4 separate regions of the Mus musculus genome follow, and regions 2, 3 and 4 are each linked to region 1. Evidence: chromatin contacts called from public HiChIP or PLAC-seq and promoter capture Hi-C data. All regions are on one chromosome and are shown on one strand. The core of a region is the stretch at or near the end of the contact, and the rest is flanking DNA. Distances in the headings are between cores, read along the strand shown.

The links. Promoter capture Hi-C pulls out the DNA fragments that hold promoters and counts their contacts. HiChIP or PLAC-seq counts read pairs in DNA pulled down with a chosen protein or histone mark.
Region 2: a promoter capture Hi-C map of embryonic stem cells shows a contact between it and region 1. The contact joins the promoter of Zswim1 here to the promoter of Sdc4 in region 1. A contact is called at or near these places in 1 of 39 promoter capture datasets (embryonic stem cells), 1 of 484 Hi-C or Micro-C datasets (B cells) and 2 of 115 datasets of contacts at active chromatin or transcription factors (embryonic stem cells and stem cell-derived neural progenitor cells).
Region 3: an H3K4me3 HiChIP or PLAC-seq map of the 230-238 cell line shows a contact between it and region 1, with 14 read pairs. The contact joins the promoter of Stk4 here to the promoter of Sdc4 in region 1. A contact is called at or near these places in 5 of 39 promoter capture datasets (the C10 cell line, cranial neural crest, frontonasal cranial neural crest and 2 more), 1 of 15 datasets of contacts at CTCF or cohesin (the NIH/3T3 cell line), 4 of 484 Hi-C or Micro-C datasets (B cells, Th1 cells, embryonic stem cells and 1 more), 12 of 115 datasets of contacts at active chromatin or transcription factors (the 230-238 cell line, CD4 single positive thymocytes, the NIH/3T3 cell line and 9 more) and 3 of 9 other capture datasets (adipose tissue, liver and pancreatic islet).
Region 4: a promoter capture Hi-C map of neural stem cells shows a contact between it and region 1. The contact joins the promoter of Dnttip1 here to the promoter of Sdc4 in region 1. A contact is called at or near these places in 4 of 39 promoter capture datasets (HPC-7-derived erythroid cells, cranial neural crest, neural stem cells and 1 more), 2 of 484 Hi-C or Micro-C datasets (the G1E-ER4 cell line and regulatory T cells), 7 of 115 datasets of contacts at active chromatin or transcription factors (the 3134 cell line, T-cell acute lymphoblastic leukemia, bone marrow-derived macrophages and 4 more) and 2 of 9 other capture datasets (adipose tissue and liver).

The regions. Positions count from the first base shown.
Region 1 is chr2:164,440,861-164,445,458 of GRCm38.p6, forward strand. It overlaps Sdc4 (syndecan 4), which reads right to left and starts at 2,328. Exons shown (of 5, transcript NM_011521.2): 1 at 2,230-2,328. The coding sequence starts at 2,304.
Region 2 is chr2:164,820,865-164,825,462 of GRCm38.p6, forward strand. It overlaps Zswim1 (zinc finger SWIM-type containing 1), which reads left to right and starts at 1,822. Exons shown (of 2, transcript NM_028028.2): 1 at 1,822-2,336; 2 at 3,818-4,598. The coding sequence starts at 3,966. It overlaps Zswim3 (zinc finger SWIM-type containing 3), which reads left to right. Exons shown (of 2, transcript NM_178375.2): 2 at 1-1,263. The coding sequence ends at 825.
Region 3 is chr2:164,072,334-164,076,931 of GRCm38.p6, forward strand. Stk4 (serine/threonine kinase 4) reads left to right here and starts at 1,805. Exons shown (of 11, transcript NM_021420.4): 1 at 1,805-1,914. The coding sequence starts at 1,880.
Region 4 is chr2:164,743,567-164,748,164 of GRCm38.p6, forward strand. Dnttip1 (deoxynucleotidyltransferase, terminal, interacting protein 1) reads left to right here and starts at 2,449. Exons shown (of 13, transcript NM_133763.1): 1 at 2,449-2,592; 2 at 3,141-3,211; 3 at 3,897-3,993. The coding sequence starts at 2,488. It also overlaps a transcript of Wfdc3 not described here.

The sequences.
Region 1 (4,598 bases), core at 1,078-3,577:
AAAAGAGAATACAAGAACGTAACCACGTGTGCTGGGTTTTGGTGGTGGCGGCGGTGGTGTGATGGTGGTGTTTTGGTTTTTGTTTTTTGTGAGGGCCTAATTACTCAGTTATCAGAATGTGCTCAATAAATCAAAACAGCTGTTAGCTAAATCCTCTCCCCAGGCTTCATTTTCTGTCTCTGTCTCTGTCTTTCTCTCTCATTCCAAGGGAGAAAGAAAGGCAGACAGTATCACTTGCTTTTCCAGCCCAAGAGACATTTGGTCCGATTTTTCTGACCACAATCTAAGGGGGAAGCCCTGTGACCCAATTAGAGGCAAGATGCTCCTGACATTAGGCAGGGAGGAGGGAGAACTGAGGTCAGGACCAGAGATTGAGACCGAGGCCTCCGGAAGCAGCTGCTTTAGGCTGGCTTCTCCCCCTTGCTAGATCAGGTCACCCAAAGCAGGCCTGGCAAAACCTACCCCCCACAAACCACATCCTTCTGACTGTATCTGGGGGACACTGCGGTCTACTCCTCCCCCAAAGCACCTGCTGGCTTAGCAGCCCGAGGGGAGCGCAATGGCATGTGACTGGCCACATGGTGACCTCAGCCATCTCCTAGGTCCTTTTTCCTCACACTGCTCGGCCAGCATTCCTTCAGATGTCCACAAGGAAGGACTCGACTTCAGAATAGCCTTCAGCCGCTCATTTAAGGTTAATGCAACAGGAAGGCACGCTGGGCTCGCTCAGTCACCACCTTTCTGCAAAGATGCCTTCCCTTTAGTGGAAAGCCATTCCCTCATATTCTCGTTCATTCCACTCACAATACACCTTGAGGCTCTCCAATCCCAAGCATCAATAGATGTTAGACCAGTCTGGAATTATGGGAAAACGGGACCTAACAGCAGCCACAGGGACGAGAAGATAAAAGCAGGCATTTCCAAGTCTGTCTTAACTTCTGCCTGACTCAGCTGGTTGGTAGCTGTGTGACCTTCAGCAGGTTACTTAACCTCTGCCTGAGGACTAGTTTAAGAATGGTAAACAGGGAGGTTTTCTGAAATTAAACACGCTCGATTCCAAAGCCACCAGGAAGCCATCAGAGCAGAAACCAGCATGCAATGGGTTCCGTACCTAACTGCAATTGTGCTAGAGAGTGCATACACTCTCATCTCGAGCCTCCTGAACATAATCAACTATTCCCTAAATAAGCCCAGAGAAAAGGTGGCTTTCAAAAGAACATTAATGATTAAACTCCAGAGTCTCACTCCCCCTAAAACTTAGACTAACGGTACAAATGGCCCGTGCTCATGGGTCAGACCACCCTCTCCCAGGAACTGTCATGCCCTGTAAATTCCCTTGCCTCCTAAACGCCTGCTAGGACTGAGCTGATCCGGCCCTAGATCCTTGTTGACTCTGATCCTGAAAAGGAAAGGTTTCTTTAGGTTCCCTGGGATCTTTTCTCCTCTAGATCCTTCTCCGCACTCAGGTGGGTGCCTCAATTTCCCCGTGTGCGGTTTCAACCAAAACACTTCCCACAAAACAGTTGAAGCTCAATCTCTAGCCTGGAGCTGATCGGAAAGTTATCCTTTAAGTCCGCTCTGGAAAAATAAGGAACCCTACTTTTTGGACAGCCTAAAGCAGGAAGGGTCACCTCATGATATGTTCTGTAGATAGGTCAGGTGACCTTAGAAGGAGGTGATCTTGCCCCTTAAGTCAGTCGTACCAAGACTGTGGCCAGAACGAAGGCCAGGATTCAGTCTTCTCCATTCCCCAGGGTTTGTGAAACGGGGTCCTCCGCACAGCCCTAAAGTGTTCCAGCTCCCGAATACAAGCTGCCCACCCCGTCCCCAGACCATCTCAGATTCGAGCCTCCTGCTATGGACACCCAGAGGGCCACTCCGCGCGCAGCGCCAGCACTGGGATCACAAAGTAGGGGTGAGGGTGTGGGAGGAGAAAAGTTGACACCAACTTAGTCACGTCCCACCCGGGAGCCCAGAGGCCAGGCTGAGTCCAGAGCTCAGAGCAACAGGCTAGGGGTGCACGGCGCGTGGAAGAGTCTCCGGCAGCCTTCTCGAGACCCAAGAGCAAAGTTTCCTCACAAAGTTTTCCCTGTCTCGGCGTCCAGAGGGGGTTGGGGGGAGGGAGCACAGTTCGCGATGCACCCTACTCCCTCCGGATCCCGGGATTTGAGGGGACAAAGAAGGCACCCCCCAATTCTCCCCCCTCCAAGACATCCTTCAAATACATACCGACTCTCCGGGGACCAAGGGGAAGCCTCCGAGGAGCAGCAGCAGCAGCGGCGCAAGCAGGCAGGCAGGCGCCATGGCTTCAACAGCGCAAACCAGTGGCCCGGAGCGGGCGCGCAGCCCTTCTTATAGGCAGCAGCCCTGCCCCGCCCCCAGTGCTCGCCCGCACCGCCCGGAATTCCCCCGGGAAAGCTTAGGCCTGCGGGGTGCTGCGCTGGGCAAGCTGGAAACCACTGGGGTGGGACCCAACCCGCCCGGGGACCCGCCCACAGCGTGCCTGCCGGCTCCAAACTGACCTCAATCTGTAGCTCCAGGAGCTGCAGCCCATGATAGTTAACCGATCTACTGCGAGGCAGTCTGCCTAAAATCCGAGGATCACTGCTTAGCCCCCAATTTATAGCTGGGGAAACTGAGGCCCATAAACGGGGTAGGATTGACTAGGGGTCTGCTGTTTTTACCAGTCTTCAAAGCGGATGCGCTCCGCTTTGTCAGGGAGTATTCCCCAAGTGGCGCTTGAATTCGGATAGTTTTTGATTAGCAACTCTGAACCGACAACGACGAAATGGTTCAAGTTTTTCCAGGCCTGCTGTCGAAATTATTCCAACCCCAGGGCGCCAGCGCAGAAGCAGCTGGAAAGACAAAGGAACGAGCCTGCCTGTGCACTAAACAGTGTGATTTATCAACTGAAGTGTGAATTGTGTGTAATACTCACGTGTCACGAAATAGTCTTACTCTTTTGACTTGTCCTCTCAATTGACTCTCTTATTTCTCAAGGCGGCTTCTACACCGGATCCAAGAATGTTGCTTCTAACACCATCCTAACAAAGTAGGTAATGGTAAGATTCTTTAGTCCCACCCTCAGCACAGATACTGATGGAATCAATAATCGAAAAACTGAAGGACACACACACACACACACACGTGATAGGGAAGGGCTGTCATCCTGGCATTTGAGATACTGAGGCAAGGGGACAGTCGGAGTTTAAAATGAGCCAGCTGGTGTCAGTGTGAAACCCTGTCTTTAAAAAAGTAGGGGGAGGGGCATGCTAGAACCATCAATCAAAACTTTTGATCTTTGACATACCGATACATTGTTCTAAGGGTACATTTGTGCATACATAATGTGGTTTTGGAATTAGGGCATTTTGGCCTGTCTTAGGATATTCTGAATTCACATACTTTCCAAGGTAAATATGACCCCTCGCCCCTGTTCCTCTTTGAATTGCCTAAACTAACCCTAACTCACTATGTCCCAGCTCAGCACTACCTCCTCCATAAGAATACAGGCAGGGCATACTCTGTCCTGTTCTATTCCTTGGCTTTCCTTATTCTAGCCCTTAATTATTTTCTGAGAATTAAAGTCTCTTGTGGCAGAGAGCTTTGAGAGAAAAACAGTTTTCCAATACTGACCGTGGGTTTATCTTGCCCCAGACTTAACGGTGAGCAATTGTTCTCAATTATTTGAATATACTTCCCTAAAAGTTGGGCACTGAGAAAATAAATGAATCACTCTAACTAGAATAAGAAACTCTTTCTCATAAGCCGGGTGTGGTGACATGTGCCAGTAGATTTCTGAATTCAAGACCAGCCTGGTCTACACAATGAGTCAGGGCTATGTAGAGAGACCCTGTCTCAAAGGAAGGAGGATGACAAGGAGAAATCCTTTCTTATTAGGCATGGTTTTATAGGAGAGGCAGCCAGATCTCTGAGGCTGAGGACAACTTGTTCTATAGTTCAGGTTCCAGGCCAACCAGAGCTATGCAATAAGAGAGAACCTGTCTCAAAAGTAAAGAAATAAGTAAATAAATAATAGAAAGAAAACGTTTCGCAATTCAAATGGTTTCCAGTCTTTCCATGGATTTGGCTAAGTTGGCCCAGGATGGCCTTAAACTCATCCCACCCTACCTCAGTGTCCCAAGTAGCTGGTAAACAAGCCTAGGCCAGGCCAGGTTGGTGTAAACAATCTCAAGAACATAAATAATGAAGATATAGCTTATGTTTTATATTGATGGCTAACATTATGTTGGTGGATAACATTTTGTTGATGGCTGACCTTATGTTATTTCAAAGTTTAAATATTGTTGTGCTTAAGAGAACTATAAAGCAAAACTGGACCTCTGAATGTTAAGGGCCGCTAAGGGTTGTTTCTGTAATTGCCCGGGCTTGTACAACTTTAACAAAAGGGTTGTTTATGCAAGATAATGGCTCACAAGGTCAAGCAGCATTTCTGCTTCTGTAAACAAAAGCTTGTTTTTGCTGGAGATAGCATGAACACCTGGAAGATATACCTTTTAAAAAACAGGATGTTATTTTAAAACCCCTGACTAATGTGCCTAGTTGCTACATTTGGGAATAGTGGAGTCTGGGGTGTA
Region 2 (4,598 bases), core at 572-3,071, 380 kb after region 1:
TTCTTTAATACCAAAGGTCTGAAGAGCTTGCCCACAAATGCTCCCAAGTTAAGGAGAACTCGGCTCCCAAGCACGCCTCCAAGGCCCAAGAAGCCTTTTAGAATTTGTGGTGGGGGTGACACCAGGCTCCCTGTGGAAGAGGTAGAAGAGACAAAGGCAGACTCAGCACAGTCTCAGTTGCCACAGCCCCAGGATCAGTCCTCCAAGGCTGGCATGCTAGACATCTTGCACCAGAGTGGCTCTGAACTAGCCTACAAGTTGTGTCATAATGAGTGGGAGGTGGTACAGAATTCCACCCACCTGGTAGACGAGGCCGGCTCCTCAGTGGCTGTTCAGCTGCTAGAGAACTCACACCAGGTGAGCAAAGATGGCTGTAGCTGCAGCTGCTCCTTTCAACAGTGCTACCATCTGCCATGCCGCCACATTTTGGCTCTGTTGCATACCAGCCAGCAGCCAGTAGGGGAAGCCATGGTGTGCTGCCGGTGGCAGAAGAAATACCAGCACCTCCTTGACCCCAATGGGGAGCTGCAAGACCGTGGAATCATCCCAAACACAGATCAGCCTGAAAAGCAAGGTCAGAACCACATGATTCGGGACCTAAGCAGGGAGCTGGCAAACCTGCTGATGCAGACCGAGGGGCCAGAGCTGGAGGAGCGCTGCTCCACCCTGCGCAAGATTGTGGACATCTGGGCAGACCCCTATCAGCTGCCTGAGTCCAGTCAGCAGCCAGTTGACTTCAGAGACGTGGGCTGCCTCCCTTTCCTCTGGGGAAAGCTAGAGGAAGCAGACAGCCCCCCTCTTGCTGAAGCCATGGTTCATGATTGAAGTGTTTGTACTAGTGAACCCATCTCAGAACCACCTTGGGACAGTTCAAAGTGGTGGGTCAGACTGTAGGTCAGTATTTTTATCAGTGTCTTCCTAGGTAAGGGCTAAGAAGATCTTAAAACTCGGGGGAGAGGGACTCCACTGTGACAATCCTTTGACCCTGCCTCATTTCAGCCCTACCTTTGGCGTTCTGTAGACACCTTGTTCATTGTTCAAAGCCAAAGTTATTCCATATGAAAGGGCATGCTCCTTTCTTCCCAGCCTACACAGACGAACCCTTGCCCAGGTTAGGATAAACACAATGGGCCCGGAAAGGAGCTTTGTGTCCAGAGACAGAGGGGGAGGAGGGTAGCCCTTGATTGTCAACTGTTGCTGCTCTTTAGAAAATACCTGTTACGTATTTTTATTCACACTAATAAAGTCGGTTTTTGTTTTGTTTCACGTTTGTGTTTTTTGAGACGGGGCCTCATGTAGCCCAGACTAGCGGCCTCAAAACGTTGTCATTTTAAAGGAACCATGAATGTTGTCTAATGGGGTACTTGACATTCAGAGGGTTAGTAATGCACCCCCATACTCTGCCCTCTTCCTACCAACCTATCCTACAACACAGATGGTAGCTTGTCTTGTTCATTCTGTCCTGTCAGGGACCAGGAGGAAAGACCGACCTAAATCCTAGATTTTACTGCAAGCCACTTGCTGGGACGCTGTGGGCAAATTCCTAATTTAAACTTTTTAATTTTATTTTCGAGAGAAGCCTAGCCTGGAACTTGATGTAGACCAGGCTGGCTTCTGCTTCCCCAGTGCTAGGATTAAATACGTGTGACACCACACCCAGCTGTTTAAGACTTGGTCCTACTAGGTTGCCTGAGTTAGCTTCAAATTCTTGATCCTATCTCAGACCCTGAATAACCGGAATTACAAGCCTCAGTTTCTCCACAAGGCAAAGAATGCAGGATTACATTTGCACCTTTTTCCACCATTCTGTATCTACGGAGCTTGACAGCTCGATAGCCGACAAACTAAATGTTGTCCGTATAAAACACTGCTCTTTTTTATTTTTATTTTGGCCTTTAAAAGGTGCCGCCTTTCCAGCCCCCTAGACCGAAGGGAGGCTTCGCCCTCGGGCGGCCTGTTCCGGGCTTGAACATCCTTCCACAAGCTCTCATTGGTGATTTCTGGCCGAGCCTCTGTAACCCTGGCAACAGCCCCGTCCAGGAGCTGCCAGTCCAGGATTGGTCCGTAACTCCCAAGTTCCACAGCGAGCTCCTTTGGTCTGAGTCATTGTGAAGCTGGCGTGGTGATTGGCGAGGCTGGACGTCAGTCAGTCGGAGGCGGGCCCAGTGGGAGGAATGGCTGCCGCGTCTGCCGGTGCGCGAATGGTCTCGGCCGTGGAGGCGTGAAGCCGGGTCTCAGCGACTAGTGCATTCAGCTTCCACCAGTGGAAGGTGGATTTCGGCTCCGCTGGGCTTGAACACGAACCTCAGCCTTCCGCGTCCCCCACCGGTGTTCAGGTGAGGTCAGAGGCCGCCTTCCCTTCCTGATCCATAATTTGGGACTCTATAGGATGCCATCAGGATCTGGAGCCAAAGCTCGGCTTCCAGCTGTTGTAATGATGGACAGATAGCCTATGCTTTCTACCTCAGTCTTTCATGTGTCTTTGAACCTGAGTCTTTCATCGGCGAAATGGGGACAGTGAATGGAGCCAAATGGGAAACATTTGCATAAAGCATTACATCCAATCAGGATATGTGTAGGCGCAGGAGAGGTTACACACATGCTAGCCCCCTTAAAGTGAAAGGAATTGCCGGCCAGTGGTGGCGCATGCCTCTAATCCCAGCACTTGGGAGGCAGAGGCAGGCAGATTTTAGAGTTCGAGGTCCACAGAGTGAGTTCCTGGACAGCCAGGGCTATACAGAGAAACCGTCTCGAAAAAAGCCAAAAGAAAAAAATAAATAAAGTGAAAGGAATCAAGTTTCAGAGAAGGCAATTGGCTTGCTCAATATTTCACAGCAAATTTTGAGCAGTTTTTTTTTCCTGGTATATACCAGGACCAAAGAAAAAGTTGGTAAGAATTATAAGAATTTGTGAACAGAAAGGCCATGCAAATATTTAGAATGATTTTTAAAAAAGAATTAAATGTTGACACATGCCTTATTTGCAGCACTTGGAAGCTGAGGTGAGAGGATTGCTGTGGACAAGTCAGAGCTACACAGCAGAATCCTTCTGTAGAAAAAGAAGGTCCACATGCCATATGGGTTTTTTTGTTTTGTTTTTTGAGACAGAGGGGTACTCTGTGTAACAGCCCTGGCTCGCCTAGAACTCACAGAGATCAGCCTGCTTCTGCCTCCCAAGTGCTAGGATTGGCCATGTGTTTTCAATCCTCTATACTGCCAGTGAGCTATTATGATCTCCTATTGTCTAGAATGACCTTGAACTGACCCTGCTGCCTCCACCTCCCAGGTGCTGGGATTACAGGTGTTGGTGCCACACCCAATTCCCTAGTTCTTTTGTTTGGTTGGTTCGGGATTTTTGCATGCATGAGTGTGTGGTGGTTGTTAGGGGTTTTGTTTTTGTTTTTTGTTTTTTTAAGACAGGTTCTCTCTAAATTGCCTGTGCTGGTCTTGAGCTGATCCAGTGACGCCTGGTGACGCTTCTGTCTCAGCATTTTAGGTAGCTTAGATCACAAAGGTACACCACTGCATGTGACTTCCTGCCCTTTTTAGTTCCTGGGCTGGCTTGTTATTTATCCCTCATATCCGGGGAAATCTCCCTCAGTGTCCCACTGTAGCCCATGTGCCTTGCCCTCCGCAGCATGCTCTCTGGCCTCTTTCTCATTTTTATGGTTTTTATAATCAACCAATGTGTCCTTATGTGCTTGTTGTATATCTGCCCCTGGAAGATATATAGTGTTTGATAAGTGTTGAGATATTGTCCAGATAGATAGTTAAAAACCCAGGTACCTACTCTCTTAAGTGTCTCTTCCTTTCCCTAGGCCCATCCAAAACCGTACCTAAAACTACAGTCTAGCTTCAAGCATCAAATTACGTGGCACTTGAGAAACGTAGTGCTTCCCTGACGGCCGTCGATCTTGCAGAGGAAGGATCCTAGCCTGGGCTTTAGACGCTTGCCAGCAGCACTCCATGGCCCTCACGATGCTGAATGGTCTACTCATTAAGGACTCCAGCCCACCTATGCTGCACCAGATTAGCAAGACTCCTCAGCTAGATGCCTTCAACTACCAAAGCTGCTTCATGCAAGACCTCTTTGCTCATTTCCCTGAGGTCTTATTTATCCACCGGACCTATAACCCAAGAGGCAAGGTGTTGTACACCTTCCTGGTAGATGGACCCCGGGTCCAGGTTGAGGGTCCTCTTGCCCGAGCTGTGTACTTTGCCATCCCTACCAATGAAGATGCCAGAGGCCTGGCCCAGATGTTCCAGGTGTTCAAAAAGTTTAACCCAGCATGGGAGAGAGTCAATACCATCCTGGTGGACCCCCACTTCCTCCTGCTGCCCACCCTGACCATGGAGTTCCCCACCGCTGAGGTCTTGCTCTCTGCCTTCCACATCTGCAAGTTCCTCCAGGGTAAATTCTATCAGCTGCCGTTGGAGCAGCCTGTCCAGAGGCTGCTTCTGTCCTCCCTGCAGAGCACGATGTGCTCAGCCACAGCTGGCAACCTGAGGAAGCTGTACACGCTCCTGAATAACTGCATCCCCTCCAGCAGGCTGCCGGAGCTCCACTCACACTGGCTGCTCAATGACCGCATCTGGCTG
Region 3 (4,598 bases), core at 555-3,054, 370 kb before region 1:
CAGGCCACAGAGAGCCTCTGAGGCAGAGAATCAGCTGAAACCTGAGATGTCGGGATCAGGATTCCAGAAAGCTGGAAAGCGCCTGGCATCTTGTGGACCATAAAACTTATTTAGTGGGTGAATACAGATGGATACAGATGAATACAGTGAATACACATGGATAACACTGGAGCTGGGCTTGGTGGTGGACGCTTTAATCCCGGCACTTAGGAGGTAGAGGCAGGTTGGTTTCTGAATTTGAGGCCAGCCTGGTCTACATAGCATGTTCCAGGCCAGTCAGGGAATATACAGATGCTGCTTCAAACAAATCCCTACAAACAACCCTAAACTAAAAATATACCCACTACGCCCCTAAAAACAGAACGGTGAGGGCTCAGCGACGGAACTTCAGAAATCTGTGAGTTTTATTTTTTTAAAAAGATTTATTGATTTTATGTATGTGAGTACACTGCAGCTGTCTTCAGTCACACGCCAGAAGAGGACATCAGATCCCATTACAGGTTGTGAGCCACCATGTGGTTGCTGGGAATGGAACTCAGAACCTCTTCAAGAGCAGTCAGTGCTCTTAACCACTGAGCCACCCCTCCAGCCCTTGAGCTTTATTTTTGTCAATAACCCTATCGGCTTGAGCTGAGTCTAGACTGTCATTTTGGACTAAATTAGTGGATCTTTCCGTTTTTGGGGGTGTGCCAGGTCCAAAGCGAACCCCCAATTCCTCCCCCAAAAGGGAAGGCTTGTGTTGAATATTGAAAGTGTAAACAAAAGGATTGCTGGTGGACAGACCCGAGTAGTCCTCTGTAACCTGTTGGTTTCTGTCTACCAAAAGGAGTCACTCCTTTATCGTCCTTGCCTTTGGTAAAGGAGACTTAAGCCAAGCTAACCTGCAGGGTCCTTGGTCCCTAGTAACATATATCTGTTATGAGTAGCAAAGCAGCCTGGCCCTCCTTACCTCCTCCACTATGCTCCCAGGCTGTTCCAGATTACAACTTGCACACTCCCCTCCGCAGCAGTTACGCTACAGCAAGGTCCCGACCGGCTCTTCTCCCTCTTCGCTAATTTTTTCTGCCCGGAAGATATAGCCCTGGCCTTGGCCAGTCTGTTTTTTTCTCTCTGCTCAGGAGTCTTCCAGATGCTGTTTGGTCTCATCTACAATAAAACCTCTCCAGTCTTGGAGCAGAGATTTTGATGGTTTCTTGACTGCGCCCTAGTTTACAGAGGGCTTGGGGCTTTTCCCCTTGGCCCTAATATGAACTCACTTCTTTTTCTTTCTCTCTCTCTCTCTCTCTCTCTCTCTATATATATATATATATATAATATATATATATAAATATATATAAATATATATATACACACACACACATATATAAAATATATATATAAATATATATAAATATATATAAATATATATAAATATATATAAATATATATATATACACATATATAAATATATATATACACACATATATAAATATATATATACACACATATATAAATATATATATACATATATATAAATATATATATATATTTATATATATATATTTTAAGAACTCACTTATCAAGCCCGTGCTTTGCTAACAGCCTCCCCATCTGAGAAACTGGAGAACCCTCAAGGAGTCAGGCTTGAAAGTATTCAGTCCAAAGGCAAGTCAAGGAGAGGGTGTCGCTGACACTCGGGCCACTAGAGGCCGCCCGAGAGGCACCTCTTCGGCTTTCTGACTTCTGTATCCGCCCGCCACTGTGCCACGTGACTCCCGCCGCTCCGCCCAGCCTCCTCTCGCTTCCGGTAGGGGCGGAAAGCGGAAGTGTGGGAGGGTTCGCGGGGCGGGCTCCGGGAGGATGGAGCATTGAGGCAGTCTGGGCGGCTGCCGGCAGCGCCATGGAGACCGTGCAGCTGAGGAACCCACCGCGCAGGTGAGGGGCCGTAGGCTGAGAGGCAAGAGAGTTGGGTGAGGAGAGAAGGCGCGAGCTTGCTGAGGGTAGACCCCGGCGTGCGAGCTCGGGCCGGGAGGAGAGGGACCCGCGAGGCTGGTGACCGGGCTGCAGTAGCACCTGCCGAGAGAGGAGGGAGCGTCCGCTGGCCCGGGCAGAAGTGGTTTTGCTTAGAGAGAGCACTCTCTGGGCAACGTGCGGACAAGTTAGGGGAGACCCCAGCAGAGGCCGGGGAAGGCGCCCCAAGAAGGGACCCGAGGATGTAGGGGCGAATGCTGAGGCCGGGTGAGCGAGGACTTAACCCTGTTGCTTCGCTTTCGAGGCAGAAGTCGTTAGAAACATTGATTGGAGGTCCCATGGCTAAGTAAGGGGTGGAGCGGGGATTTTGGGTCCTGGTGGTTCTGTCCCAAGTCATTGCTCCTAACTGCCTTACTGTGTCAGTACCAACGTTTCACGGTTCTAGTAATGGAGAAAGGGTTATGGGGGGCTAGAGTTTCCAAGGGGCTTCAGGGTGTCCGCCCCATGTAGGATGATGTATTAGTAGTGATGGCGGTAATGGCTTTTATTACTGAGTTCATGAGTGACTGCCTACTTTTTTTCAAATCGTCCTCAGCCTTCCAACACCCAAAGTTGGGACGTTGATAAAGAACAAACAAACAAACAAACAAACACCAACCCGGGAGTGGGTAATCTGAGGTCCAATAAATAGAGTTTAGACACAGTAGGCTCAGCCAGACTTTGTCCTGTTCAAATTCTGTTTCGATACTCTCTTGGCTCTAGATTCTAGAAGTATCTAGAGTTGTTTTGGGTCAAGATGAACTGACTGCTGTTGTGCTGGACCACTCCCCGTCTCACCTGGAGAAAAAAAGCCTAGAGCCTGAGGGAGTCGTGCTTCTCTCAGACACAGCTAAAAACTTGGGTTTCACAGAGAAGACATTTGACTTCCTGCAGCAGAATGAGCACTAAAATAGGAAGTGTTCAGAGTAAGGGAGTGCCGGGCACCGGAGAGGTGGTGTGTGTGTGTGTGTGTGTGTGTGTGTGTGTGTGTGTGTGTGTGAAAGCCTGGGCAGCACTCTTAGGGGAGGCAGGGTCTGTTGGAAGTACACAAACATGGAATCAAACAAACAGCTTGTTGAGATGGGCTCAGGTTTGACTTAGTGTGGTGTGCTGAGGCACTCAAAGGAGTACTTATTAATTACAGCCAGAGAATGCTGCAGGGCGGCAGGCACTGTTTCATTGCTTTCCAGCTTGCCTGTTCAGCCATAGGAAATTGCTGGTGTTTTGAACTTGTAAACATGGTACACCTTACTGGCGCAGCTAGCCTTCGCAACTATCATATAAGGAGGATATCCCTGTATCCTTAGTGTAAAGAGGATAAAGCCAGGGCACAGAGAGGCAGGCCACTTGTTAGCTGCTCCATAGTTAGAGGCACAGTTGGGGTGTTAACATCTGGTGATCTAGTCTTAAAATCCTTGCGCTTAGCTTTTTTACTCTGATGTCTCTCTGGAAGTTACCTGTTACATTGGGTCTTTCTTTGTATATACGCATCTTAGCAGATTGTTCCTGTATGTACGGAATCAGTAACCACTAGGCCAGTTATTCTTCCATTCCTTTCCCCCAAAACCTTCATTTAACTAATAGTTTTGTTCTCTCTCTCTCTCTCTCTCTCTCTCTCTCTCTCTCTCTCTCTCTCTCTCCTCCAGAGACAGGGTTTCTCTGTATAGCCCTGGCTGTCCTGGAACTCACTCTATAGACCAGGCTGGCTTCGAACTCAGAAATCCACCTGTCTCTGCCTCCCAAGTGCTGGGATCAAAGGCGTGCGCCACCACTGCCAGACCACCATTTGGATTGTAAGAACTGTAGTAAAGCGCGAGAGAAGAGTGTGGCAGGGCCGAGTCCTTGGAGGATTGGTGCTGCCTTATTCGTTGTAACTAGTGGACTGCTGCATTTTACTATCAGAATTAAGTGGTTCAGATTGCTATAACAAGCACCACACCTGGATGGTTTAAGCAACAGAAATTAATTTTTTATGTAGTTGCCATTCTGGAGGCTGGAAGTTTGGAATCAGATGTCTTTGGCTTACAAATGACCACCTTTCCTCCCACCTCTTCGTGTGGTCTTCATTCTCCTCTGGCTGTGCCCTTATCTCTTCCGCTTTCAAAGTTTCTGATCTCCAGATGCAATCTCATATTCTGAGGTTCTCTGAGTTAGAATCTTAATAGTCACATGAAGAAGGCACAGTTAATTTAGTTACCCTTTTTGTTTATTTCAAGACAGGGTCTTGCACAGTGTCTCAGGCTGTCCTCAAACGCTCTACAACTCTACAGCATCTGGCTGCCTGTCTCAGCCCCCTGAGTTCTCATATTACAGGCAGCAGGTGCTGGTCTTGACAACTTTGCTATTAAAATGTTTCAGTTATCTTTGTTTGTTTGGTGTTTTGGTTTTTCTGGTTTTTCAAGACAGGGTTTCTCTGTGTAGCCCTGGCTGTCCTGGAGCTCACTTTGTAGACCAGGCTGGCCTTGAACTCAGAAATCCACCTGTCTCTGCCTCCCGAGTGCTGGGATTAAAGGCATGCGCCACCACGCCCAGCTTCAGTTATCTTTTATAGTCATTGTAATCTGTAAAATTCTGTTAGAGAGATAAATATGCATAAATGCATTGAGCCT
Region 4 (4,598 bases), core at 1,199-3,698, 300 kb after region 1:
AGGGTCAATGGCCGATGACTCAAGCCAGCAAGTTTATTAATGTCACCACTCTTTACATAGCCTCGGATGGAGAAGCAGAATACAAACCAGTAGGTTACAGGTAGTTACAGCAGAATTACAGGGAGCACTAGCTCCTCTTTTGCAAGGTATATTCTGGTACAGTAAGCAAAGCATTTCATGTCTCAAGGTCTGGAACATTTAACCACAGCTTACGTGGAAACCTGGCCTCAGCCCCCCAGAGCCCTGGCGCCAGTCCATTGCTGGCTTTGCCAAGAATGACCCTGATGGGAACAAAAGCTCAGTGTTCCTTGTTCCGTCCATGGGCTGGAGAGGGGCCTCTGCACCTAGTCCTCGACAGGGAGGAACTGGAAAGACAACTTAAGAAGAAAATAGCCGAGCTAATGATGTAACTTAAGCCTGACACCATGTCCAACTCCGGGAAGAGGAGCATCGGAGTGTTTCAGCATCAATATGAGAAAACAAAAGGGTTGCAGCTTGGTCCCTGTGGACCACATATGCCACTCTTAGACAAAATGAAAGATAGTCATCAAAATTAGAGAGGGCAGCTGCGATGACTCGGTCTTTCATGTCTCCTCTGTCACCTTCTCCCCTGCTTCTTTTTATTTGTATAGCACATGTCCTCCATTGGCTGTGATATCTAATAGTGTCCAGTGACACCGCTGAGCCCAGTAAGGTTAAGGGCAGAGTACAGGTAAAAACGTAACAACAAAAGACTATCTTCATATATCCAAAGCCAGGCATGGTAGTGTCTGCTTGCCATTCCAGTCTTGGGAAGGCAGAGAGAGACAGGTAGATTACACTGTCAGCTTGGGCCTAAATTGAAGCTCAGCCTAGAGCTACAGAGGAGGGTCTTGCCTAAGGGAAAACAAAAACAAAAAAGCCACCATTGTTTAAAGCAAGGAAGTGCCTTGTTAAAAGGTGGATGTTGGGGCTAGAAAGATGGCCCAGCAGTCATGGAGCATGTGTTGCTCTTGTAGAGGACCAGGGTTCAGTTCCCAGCACCCACAGGGAAATTTACAATTATCCATAACTTTATTTCCAAAGGATCCAATACCCTATTCTGACCTCTGCGGATACCAGGTACATAAATGATGTACATACATACATGCATACCAGCAAAACACTCATACACATAAGTAAACCTAAAAAAATAAAAGTGGACGTTGGAACATGGAACAAAACTGGCATTGTTGATTATCTAATATGTGTTTTATATGCAGTATTTTAATACATACAATAATATTTCAGAGGAAAAAGTCCTTAAGTGACGGTTGCTGGAAATTACTATTATATTAGAATAATTTAAGGAGTTACTTATACCAAAGTTTTAAGTGCTTTGCATAAAATAATCCAGCCCTAGTATCAACCATATGACGACTCTGGGGTCAATTTCCAACACGACATAAACCAAACGTGGACTGTGGCATGCCTGTGAACCGGCATTGTGGAGGTGGAGGCAGATCCTTAGTTACATGGTCCAGGCTGGAATACTTGAAACTGTGGACGAATGACCGTGCAATTAGTATGCAGGAGAATAGCGGTAAGCGATCCAGTCCCACAGCCAATGTTCTTAGCCTTTGGCTTTGAGACAGCTCTACACCACAGCTACTTCCTTCCTCGGTGTTGGGGTTATGTTATCACACCAGGCCCTATCCAACGTTAACGATCATATCACATCAGGTTGGAATCTAGATCTTTCCTAACACAAAATTCATATACGTTACACTACCTGCTTCTTGTGACCCGAGAAGAGTTATTTTATCACCCGTAACTGAATCCGAATTCTTTCACAGACAGCTTACCTCTCTGAGGTAGTGCTAAGAGGAGCTCTGGAGAACGCCACAGTTGTTAAACCTTTCATCCCCTACCTATCCCAGAATCAACCATCTAGGGGAGAGAAGGCCAGCTCTCTGCAACAGGACTAGTTCACAAGCCAAAACCCAACTTTCATTCTGATGCCTTTCGACACAAGCGGCAGCCCGCAAAGGCTAGTAGTATGGTGTTTAGGTGTTTGGGTATTTAGGGTGGCACCAACAACCCCTTCTTTTGTTGGCTTTCCCGGTTCCTGAGTCAGACTACTCCAATTCGGGGGAGGCTGTGCTAAGATTTCAGATGTTCCTGCGGTTTTCAAAGATTGAACTTCGGGCTGCCCTCATCCGAAGCCCCGTGCTCCCCCGCTGAAGTGTATGCTCTGCTGCCCTCACACCGCCCTCGTCCCTTGACTGAATGGCCCCCGAACACCCACACTCGGTCCCCAGCCGTTGTCTCCCAGGGGTCTGGAAGCCTCAACGTCGTCCCCGACACCAAAGACGAGGTGGCTCCTAGGCGGCAGTTCGGTTCCCATAGCAACCCCACGGCGCACGCGCGTCGCGCTTCCGGCCGGGTGGCTCGGGCGCTCCCGTGACGTCACGGCGCCGCTTTCCGGTGGCTGAGTCGAGCTGAGGTTGTTGTGGGCCGGGGGGCGCCATGGGGGCGACTGGCGACACCGAGCAGCCGCGGGGCCCCGGCGGGGCGGAGCGAGGTGGCCTGGAGCTGGGCGACGCGGGCGCGGCGGGCCAGCCGGTTCTCACGGTGAGGGCGCCCGGGCGAGGCCGGGGCTCGGGCCGGGCAGGGCCTCGGGCTCCCGGGCCCCGGGCCCGCGGGCGAAAGAACGCGGCGGCCGTGCGGCCCTGGGAATGTCGTTTTCTCAGTGCCGCTACAAGCTGGATTCAGATTGTAGCTAGGTGACGTGGGCCTGATGTGACACCCTCTGAGCGCCAGGTTTCTCTTCTGTGAAATGAACAGCAATAACCCGAGCTTGCTGGAGTTGTGGTGGGATGGGCTGATAAAGGCGGGTAGAACGCCCTGACTCGTCACCCGCCTCATAGTAGACCCTAGGTAAACACTGCTGCCCTTCCTCTTGCTCTTCCAGAAAAAGCGAGCTTTGGACATTGGTGACAGAAAACATTTTCCCAGTTCCTCCACCCTGACAGGGTCTTCCAGCCACTGAATTAATTCCCCTTCACCCCAAGGTGGGAGAAGTGAGAAGCAGGAACGTCTAGGTTTAGCGCCATACTCACTTTCTCCTCATCCTCACTATGAGAAGCCTCGGTGACATTTGCCCACTTGGTCCCCAACAGAACCCTTGGAACATAATGATAAAACATCGGCAGGTGCAGCGAAGGGGCCGCCGATCTCAGATGACCACAAGGTAAGGCTCGACCTGGGTGAGACCTGAGATCCAGTTGTGTGGACTGCAGTGAGTGCTTTGGGAACCCCACTGTAGGAGTCTGAGATCAACAGCCCGTAAAGAGCACAGGAGTGGGGAGGCTGTAACTTCCTGTCACCTTGTCAGGTCCACATCCTAACCAAGCAGGGAAGGAATGAACGTCTAGTCTGTCTCCGTGATTGAAGTCTGTAAGTCAGAGGATGTGAATTCAAGATTACAGACATCTGTTCTAATGCAGACTGAGATGTTTGTTAACACAAGCCTTTAGCTTTTCTTAGACTCTGTTTTCTCAGCTTTGACATGGGGCATCCAGCCTGGGGAAGGGATGGGCCTTGGGAATTCTTCTTGTATTTTTGACCTGGGATAGTGATAATCATTTATTAATTACAATACTTGGCAGAGGCAGGCAGACCTCTGTGAGTTTAAGGCCAGCCTGATCTATGTAGTGAGTTCCAAGACAACCAGACTACATAGTGAGACTCTGTCTCTAAAAAAGGAAAAGAAAAAATATGTGTGTATTATATTTCATAAAATACTTGGAAAATAATTCCTATTTCACAGAGTTATAATGAAATAAATTTTAGAATCCCATGTTGCTAACTAGCTGAGTAGTCTGGGAAGGTCTGTTTGGAACACTCCCCTGACTCTGTCTCCCCAACAACCCCAGTTTCACAGACCCAGCCATCTCTATGGATCTCCTCCGTGCTGTCCTGCAGCCTAGCATCAATGAGGAGATCCAGGGTGTCTTCAACAAGTACATGAAGGTGAGGACCTGGTGACTAAAGCCAACTGTACTACTAAACAAGACTGTACAGCCAGGTGCTGCAGCGTACGTGCCCGACCACTCAGGAGGCTGAGGCAGCTGACAGCCAGCCTGGACAGCACAGTAAGACCCCTTAGACAAGAAAAAACAGAATGGAGGCTGGAAAATACAGCCTCAGTGGTTAGGGGTGCTTGCTGCTCCTGCACAGGACTCAATTGTAGTTCCTAGCACTCACATCAGGCCACTCCCAGCCTCCTGTAACTCAGGTGCAGGCTCCAGTGCCCTCTTCTGACCTCTGCAGATTATAACCAGAGTATAAATTCCACAGGTATGTACACATAAATATATTTTTTTTAAATCTTAGAAAAAAACAGGCATGGTGGCATATACCTTTAATCCCAGCACCCAGGAGAAAGAAGCAAGCAGATCTTTGGAGTTTGAGGCCAGCCTGGTCTGCAGAGTGAGACCCTCTCTGAAAAGAAAGGAAAGGGGAGGGAGGATAGAGGAGACTTGCAAGCAGGATAGTCCTGTCAACAGTCTCTCTTGATATTCTTGCTACACAGATATAACAGGTTTATACACCCCAATCACTTTTTCACTGCTTGG